Linked DNA regions of Mus musculus: region 1 is linked to region 2. The links are chromatin contacts, called in public promoter capture Hi-C maps. All regions are on one chromosome and are shown on one strand. Each heading gives the region's core, a stretch centred on a gene start, on an enhancer-like site or on the middle of the called end of the contact. The rest is flanking DNA. Distances are from core to core; before and after follow the strand shown. Region 1 holds the start of Ybx3 (Y box protein 3). Region 2 overlaps Clec9a (C-type lectin domain family 9, member a).

What was found. Promoter capture Hi-C pulls out the DNA fragments that hold promoters and counts their contacts.
Region 1: a promoter capture Hi-C map of liver shows a contact between it and region 2, with 9 times the contacts expected there. The contact joins the promoter of Ybx3 here to the enhancer-like site in region 2. A contact is called at or near these places in 14 of 39 promoter capture datasets (the 3T3-L1 cell line, 3T3-L1-derived adipocytes, the C10 cell line and 9 more), 4 of 115 datasets of contacts at active chromatin or transcription factors (astrocytes, embryonic stem cells, large pre-B cells and 1 more) and 2 of 9 other capture datasets (adipose tissue and liver).

What each region holds. Positions count from the first base shown.
Region 1 is chr6:131,386,014-131,390,153 of GRCm38.p6, reverse strand. Ybx3 (Y box protein 3) reads left to right here and starts at 1,704. Exons shown (of 10, transcript NM_139117.2): 1 at 1,704-2,136. The coding sequence starts at 1,899.
Region 2 is chr6:129,421,649-129,425,181 of GRCm38.p6, reverse strand. Clec9a (C-type lectin domain family 9, member a) reads right to left here. Exons shown (of 7, transcript NM_001205363.1): 7 at 418-2,956. The coding sequence ends at 2,824. It also overlaps a transcript of Clec12b not described here. Among named protein-coding and RNA genes, the nearest start is that of Clec9a, 15 kb to the right of the region's middle. Within about 2 kb of position 1,976, at least 103 of the 459 cell types and tissues checked have an H3K27ac peak or open chromatin away from gene starts, as enhancers often do. A contact at or near this core is called in the HPC-7 cell line, adipose tissue, liver and 1 more, where this site is marked.

The DNA of each region.
Region 1 (4,140 bases), core at 455-2,954, 2.0 Mb before region 2:
TTTACTGTGTGCACATTGTAGGCTTGGGATTGTGTTAACCAGTGGAAATGCCAAAACTTGAGTTGCACATGAGAACTACCATCTTGATGGCAGATGGTAACTTGATCAACAATTTCCAGGGGGTAGCGGGTGAAAGGAGGGTAAATATGTGGGGAAAGAGGGGATTTTAAAAGAACACTTTCATTGGACCAGACACTGAAAACATGTATAACTTAGCCTCTTTTCACAGCCCCTTTGGGACACTATTTTGAGCTGCAGGGGCAAAATGGCCCTATATTCCAGATAGTCTTTGGTACAGGTCTCAGTTCTTTGGTCAAGTGTTAAGCTTCACTCTGTAAAGGGTAATGTGGACTCCTCTGCTGGGAGTGTTTAGAGGTCATCTGCATGTTGTAGGTCTCATCCTAGCGACCAGGAGGACTCTTGTTCCCTTGTCCTTAAAAATGTTCTTAAGCTTGGCAGAGCAGCACACAACTTTAATCTAATCTCAGCCCCAGGAGGAGAGGAGGGCAGAGATGCAGGAGGATCTCTCAGAGGTTAGTATGGCCTGCAGAGCCGGGTTCAAAGACAGCCAGGGCTAACACAGAGAAACCTGTCTCAAACATACATTTTTCGTTTGTTTGTTTTTTGGTTTTACATTTATGGGGGTGGTGGGACCGCATGCTGCTGCCACGGCACATGTATGGAGGTCAGGACAACTTGGAGTTGATTATCTTCTTCCATCTGGTAGGTCCAGGGAAGAAACTCAGGTGGTCAGGTTTGGAGGCAAGCCTTTACCTGCTGAGGCATCTTGCAGGCCTTACTCTGAGTTGCTCAAGCTTTCCCCAGTTTAGTGCTAATTATAGCCAACTCGAGCAAAAGGTATCATGTGGATTTATTCCACTCTTTCAACGTAGGTTATTAAATACATATTAACAGCTTATTATCTGTTGCCTCTGACAGGTGTAAACCCTGCATTTGCAGTCATTCTGGAAGATCTAGATTTTAATTTTCTCACTTGTGGAGTCGCTAAACGAGGCCTTTTGATTTTATAAGAGTAATTGTTTTGTTTTGTTGGGGAGTAGGGGCGGTATTCCGGCGCACGCACATGGCTGTTTGGAGAGAATCTCTTGCAGCCTTCAAACTTCTTTTGCTCATGATGACCTTGAACTGACCCATGCGAGCACTGGATCCTCTAAGCTACATCTCCAACCCCTTGTCTGTTTTTTTTTTTTGTGTGTGTGTGTGTGTTACTACTTGGAAGGAGGGATAGTTGAAAGACAGCCTCAGTAGCCCAAGCTAGGCTACTCTCAATGACATTCCAGCCTCAGCCTCTTGTGTACTAGGAATACTGGAGCGGGCTAACCACAGCTCCCAGGTTACTCTAGTTCCTATCTCAGCGCCCAGAATACTTTCTGGTATCTGCTGGATGTGCAAATGTAAAGGAGGTTTTTTTTTTTGTTTTTGTTTTTGTTTTATTAAGGCGCTGTGGGCCCACTCCACCTCTCAGGAAGCAGGCTCAGGTGAAAGACGTCTTGGGGAGGGTATGTCTCCTCTGCTCCGCGGCGACCTCGCCCGGGTGCCCGCATCCCCGGACTAACCAGCTCCGGGAGCCTTGCCGAGTAGCGCGGGCGCCTTTAAATGCTAATAAGCAGCTACGGCGGCTTTCCCCACCCTCTCTCTCCCCGCCCCGCGTCCGCCTGCCCGCCCGCCGCCCGCGAGCACTTGCGCGGGGCCATCTTCGGGGCCGGGAGATCCAGCGAGACCGCGAGCGCGCGCGTCCCCAGCCCTCGAGCCGCCGCCCGCCGCCGCGCCGCGCGATCCGCACCGGCCTCCCCGAGAGCGAGCCGGACGCCGCGACTGCCACCGCGCTAACCGCCGCCAACCGCCACCGAGGTGCCCGGAGAGAGCGGAGAGGCGGCATGAGCGAGGCGGGCGAGGCCACCACCGGCGGCACCACGCTCCCGCAGGCCGCGGCCGACGCGCCCGCCGCGGCGCCCCCGGACCCCGCGCCTAAGAGCCCGGCGGCCAGCGGCGCGCCCCAGGCCCCGGCGCCCGCCGCGCTGCTCGCGGGGAGCCCCGGCGGAGACGCAGCCCCCGGGCCCGCCCCGGCCTCATCAGCCCCCGCGGGCGGCGAGGACGCGGAGAAGAAAGTTCTCGGTGAGTCCCTGCCTGCAGCCCGGGAGAGACGGCGGGCGAGGATGGACGTGGATGCAGGGCGGGCTGGGACACGTGGGCCAGCTCTGGGGAGTCTTGGCTGTGGGTCGGGAAAGCAGCACGTTTCCTCGGTGGGGAGGAGGGGACACTAGGAAGGCACGAGAGGGGTGACTTGGGAAGATTTTATTGTGTGGTGTATTTTTTTTTTTTACCCCCTAGGCCTGGGAGGGTCAGGTGTCTGTCTCTGACACCCTTCCCTCGTGGGCTTGGGACAGCCGCCATGCTCCTGCGGGCCACATGCCGGCACAGGGATGTTGCAACGCCCCGGGAAACTTGGGGCGGGCACTCGCCTCCCCTTACTGTGCCCACAGATGCAAAGAGCCTCCAGTACCTTCCAATTGCTGCACCATCCCCTCTCCCGCACCGTGGGAACACACGTGGTGTGACGGCCGGGAAAACTTAGTCGGAAGTGGAGTAGGACGAGTGTCCAAAACACTTACGACTTGTTACTGGAGGGAAAGGGAAGGTGGGGACTGGAGATTTCGCGGGGCGCGGGGCAGAGGTTTTATAACTGTGGCTGTTGTATTTTGTCGCACATTTGGGTGTCCTCATCTTCCTTAAGGAACGCCCGGTGTGAGGCCTTCCACAAGCTTGCCTAGCAGGTGGGTGGTGGATAAGCTCCCCGGAGGGTGTGTGCGTGCGCATGTGGTTTGCTATCCGAAACAGGAAAGTTAACAGATGGTGTAGGATGCTTCAGAAATGTTCACTGTTTCTGGGTGGGGCCGATTGGGCTCGCCTGCTCTCTGAGCTTCCTCCCCATTCTAGCGAGAAAGCTGAAGGAATAATTGTGGAAGAAATAGAACACCATTCGGTGTTCCCCACCCCTGACAGTTCTCTGGTTCTTGTTTTCCCAAGGCTTTAAAAACTTGGTTCCTGCCAATTTTTTTTTTCCCCACTCTCACTAAAAAGTTCCTTAAAGGTCTTGTGGGTGTTACATTGTGGCACTTTCTACCAAGATGCTCCTTGGACCATTTCCACACAAAATGAAAGATAGAACCCTGTGTTGCTAGCCGAAGCAGGTTCTTAATGATACCTTACTAAGGGCAGATGGAATCCTACAGGTTTTTACTTGATCCTTGCACTTTTGAGATAAGAAAAGTAGATAATATCTTTGGAGATTGGGGGTGGGAGGTGGGTGGTGGTGGTAGGGCGATAAAGGAAGGTTAATTTCCGCAATCCCCAGCAGTTTAGTTCTGTTTCTGCCAGATACCTGGTGATGAGTCTGATGTCTTTCATCCTGCCACCTCAAAAAGTCCAGACTCAGAAAATGAAGGGCAAGCCTCCACCTGACACTTTGAGCACTGTTTGTCTTTGTCCGATGTGGTCTGCCATCTCCTGTGCCAGGCCGACACACGGATATCCAAAATGTTCTGGACTCAGGACTGACTGAAATGGATATCTTGGACGCTCTCATTCTGGTCTTTGCAAAGGGGCCTTAACTTTGGTTTATACCGTGTAGTCCTTTAGGGAAAACAAGTTTATTCAAGTAAAAAGATCTGGGTAGGCGTATTTTACCAACCAACACCTTCTTGTGTACTTGAATATAGTATTAAAAGTGTGAATGAATTTGTCTGATCATAGATATTTGTACAGTTAGTATTTTTAAAAATAACTTTGAGAAGGAAAGAAACACCATCAACTGTGTGAAAACAGACTTGAGAATCTTGCCCATCTTCCCCCTTCTGCTGTTATCATTGACTTCCCCTCTTTTCTTTGTGTATCTGTTTTGGTTTTGCACTTTTACTTATTTATTTATTTATTTATTTTTGAGATTGGTCACATGAAGTAGCCCAAACTGGCCTTGGCCTCACTCACCTTGTAGCAGAGGATAACCTTTAACTCTTTGTCATCCTGCCTCTATCTCCCAAGGGGCAGGATTACAGGTGTGCACCACCATTACAGGTGTGCACCACCACATTGGGCTTAGTGGTTTTTTTGTATCAGTTT
Region 2 (3,533 bases), core at 727-3,226:
ACAACCTTGACAGTCTGTGGGCTCTTGACTCTCCCAGGATCAGCATAAAATGAAAGAAATTTCTTTTCCCTTTTTTGAGTGTGTGTGTGTGTGTGTGTGTGTGTGTGTGTGTGTGTGTGTGTTGCTTCCACCTTTTAAACCACCTCATCAGTGTAAATAAATAAAAGTAAGACAAAGACATGATCATCTCAATGCTACAGGACCAAGCCACTGAAAAAATGACTTCAAGTCAAAGGAAACCTAGTTTCCTTTAAATAATTTCTGCTACTTCAGTTAATTAGGTTTTATTATCATTACTACCATCATTTTCATTATTGTCATTTATCTAAGTTATGCCTTTTTAATGTAAAGGGAAAGATGGAAATATTGTACCTCTAGGCTTCTTTTTGTCAGAATAAAAGATTAGATACAATCATACTGAATTTATCAAATATTTATTAAGAGCATGTTATGTATGTAGTATGATTTAGAGATGACACATTATAAGTACGGAACATGATAACTATAATTAGCTAATTTTTCTTCTGGTAGATAGCACTCATTTTCATTTACCCTTTCTTATCTAAAGTATCATTTTTTATAGTTTGCATGTAATATTTGGATGGTGTTCTTAAGCAGTATTTTGAAGTGAATTGTATTACAGTTTTATAGCAGGAAGGTTGAGACACAGGCAGTTAGAGGAACTAGGTTGTTCATCTTGTTCATCTTGTCAGCGCAGACTGAGCCGTTTGATCTGTGAGCAATAGGATGGAAGGCTCCACCTACACAATGGGACATGCTGATGTCCATGCTAATCCTTCCCCTACATGAAATTCAAAGAGTACCTTTCCCAGCAGAACTCTGCAGTCTGAAAAGCACCATAGACAGAAAAAGCCCTGGTTCCTTCTGAGGCAGATCAGAGGGACTCAATGACTCTACAGCTTTGGGGCAGAAGTTAAACCCTGTTAAATGTTCATTTTTATGAAGTACTGCTAAGTGCTATTCGAATTGTCATGTACTGGGGTTTTATTAAGTATTTATTGTAAACACACTTTTATTGTCTGTGAACGTGAATTCAAGCTATCAGCCAAGCAGCCTTTTTACTAACATCTGGCCAGACTGCCCTCATGACAGTCCAGCCAGCAGTTTGGGCACTTTACTCTGAAGCCCCTCTAGCTACTGAAGAATACCACCACCCCATGGCTGAAGACATGCTCCAGTTGTGACTGCTCCCACAACTGGAATAGCCTATGGAAAACAGCACTCTAACTAAGCAAGGGAAGCCTTTTGGCAAATTGCCCAAGGCCCAGCCTGTCCTGCAGTTCTCATTTGGGCCAGAGAGGGAGCACTTCCAACCATGAACCTAGGGAAGATCTGTGACTGTAAACAAGAGTCTGTGCTGTGATTGGTGCAAACACAGTCCTTGAAGAGCTACTGTGAAGGTGCAGACACCCGCACTACACCCACTTCTTATCTATTAAATGGGCTGTTTAGTTCAGTTTTAGAGTCAGCCAGGACACCCCCTCCTCTGACACTCCTGATGCTGTAACATTAACACCAATAAAAGACTTCCCGAATGGTCCTTTTTCTCCTCCTTTGCCCTGCATTAGAAGAGTAGCCTGAGCTGCTAACACAAAGAGAAGATGCAGAAGCACAAGATGGGAGCAAAGGCAACCAAGCAGAGCAAGCAGCTCTAGTGGTGACAGCAGTTACCGTGGCAGTCGACAGACAAGAGAACACCTGAAAAATTCCAGAGATGGGTCATGGCAGAAAGGATGGGCAGCAGAAACAGAGAGACTGAGGAATGGTAGAGTTAGAGAAATGAGAGAAGGCAGAAAAGCAAGGCTGAGTAAAGACAGAAGACTGTGGCCAACCAGGAAGGAGAAACACGGGCTTGGAGACCTGGAAGAGTGCCAAGCAGCTGCAGTCTTTGGAACCAAGGATCACAGAAAACCTATGCTGAGAGCTGTAACACTAACAGCCAACAAGGGCTGATGGGAGATTCCTGCATTCTAGACCAGAGGACTGTAATAGTAGTCACTGCAGAGTTAATGCCCCACCACCCTAAAGCCATCCAAGAGCTATAACACTAGTGGGAGCTGCTTGCTGCTACTGACTGCTGTCTGGTATTGCTGCTAAAGGTTAGGGATTGTAAAAGCTGCCAAGACCCAGAGCCAGTAGTGATTAAAACGAAAAGCTATAAGCCTTCAACCTGAGCACTCAGATCCCGGAGCAATAGCCCCCTAGCTCCAAGGGTTAGAAACTGTAAATCTCTATATCTGTGAGGTCATCCCCCAGGCCCTGGGCCTCAGAAGAAGATTAAAAACACTGGAGGTCCCCATTCTGCTCATTTTTACCTAGAGCCAAAGGACCCCTGGCGTATGATTGGTGGTAATACTACAGTTTAGAAATCCATCTCTCTCCTCTCAGTGTGTGATCTTATGATCTATAATTACTGGAAGGTGACCTGAAGAAAATTTTGTCAGTTGTAAGTATAGTAGATAGAATTGTTTACTAAAAGTACAAACCAAGGATTGCATAAAAACTCCCACAAGGACAGCTAGATCTCGGTGTGGTATGGATCGTCACTTTGGACTTTCAAACACACAGGAAATTATTTTCTCTTCTTTGTTCTCACTGAGTCAGATCTTCTGTAGCTCTAAATCAATTTTTTCCTTGGCACAATGGACAAGGTCAACTGAAATCTGCAAAGCGTTACAGACTATTGCCAAGTGTAAATAAAAAATCAAGCTTGCCTTCATAGTCTCACATCAATCTCCTCCTGTGTTTGCTCTTTGGCCTCTTTCAAACACTTGTGTAACAGGTAGCTTTGAGTTGTATCTTTCAGATGCAGGATCCAAATGCCTTCTTCTCACAGATAAAATATTTCCAGCTATCGCACTTATCTGAGATGAGAGTAGAATCTTTGAGGTATCCACAGATCTGGCCGGCTGATCGCTGTCTTTCTGCTGGCAACCTGAAAAAGTAAGGTAACTTCTCAGGTTAGAGGTTAGATGTGAAGATGACAGTGGTATTTGAAAGGGAAACTCTCCAGAGATGCTGTTGGATTTATTTTAGTTTGCTTTAATGTGGTAGCCTTCTGTGGTGGTTTTGTCCTCCTTCAAATAGCATCTATTAAGTTTTACAAAGGATATGTTGATATAATTTGAACAAATAGTTTCTAAAGAAAACCAAGCCATGTTTGCATAAAGGTAGGTGAGAGCCAATGCGTTTCTCTCGGCTCTGTTCTCAACATACTAAGGCACTTGGTTGTACCCATGAAATGCCATTCTCATCTGGAAAGCTCAATATAGAAATCGATCAATAGTTATCACAGTCTTTTTACCAGAAAGTTTTCTCAGCATTAAGTGATACAAAGGACTAACAGTTTATTGGCCATTTAGGCATTTGGATTATGAAAACAACTTTATAAAGGATATGGTAGGAGGGCTGGTAGGAAGATTCAGAAGATGTTCAGGGTAGTTTTATGTTAACTTGACGCAAAGCCTGAAGTCATCTATGAGGAGGAACCTCAATTAAGAAACTACAGGCAG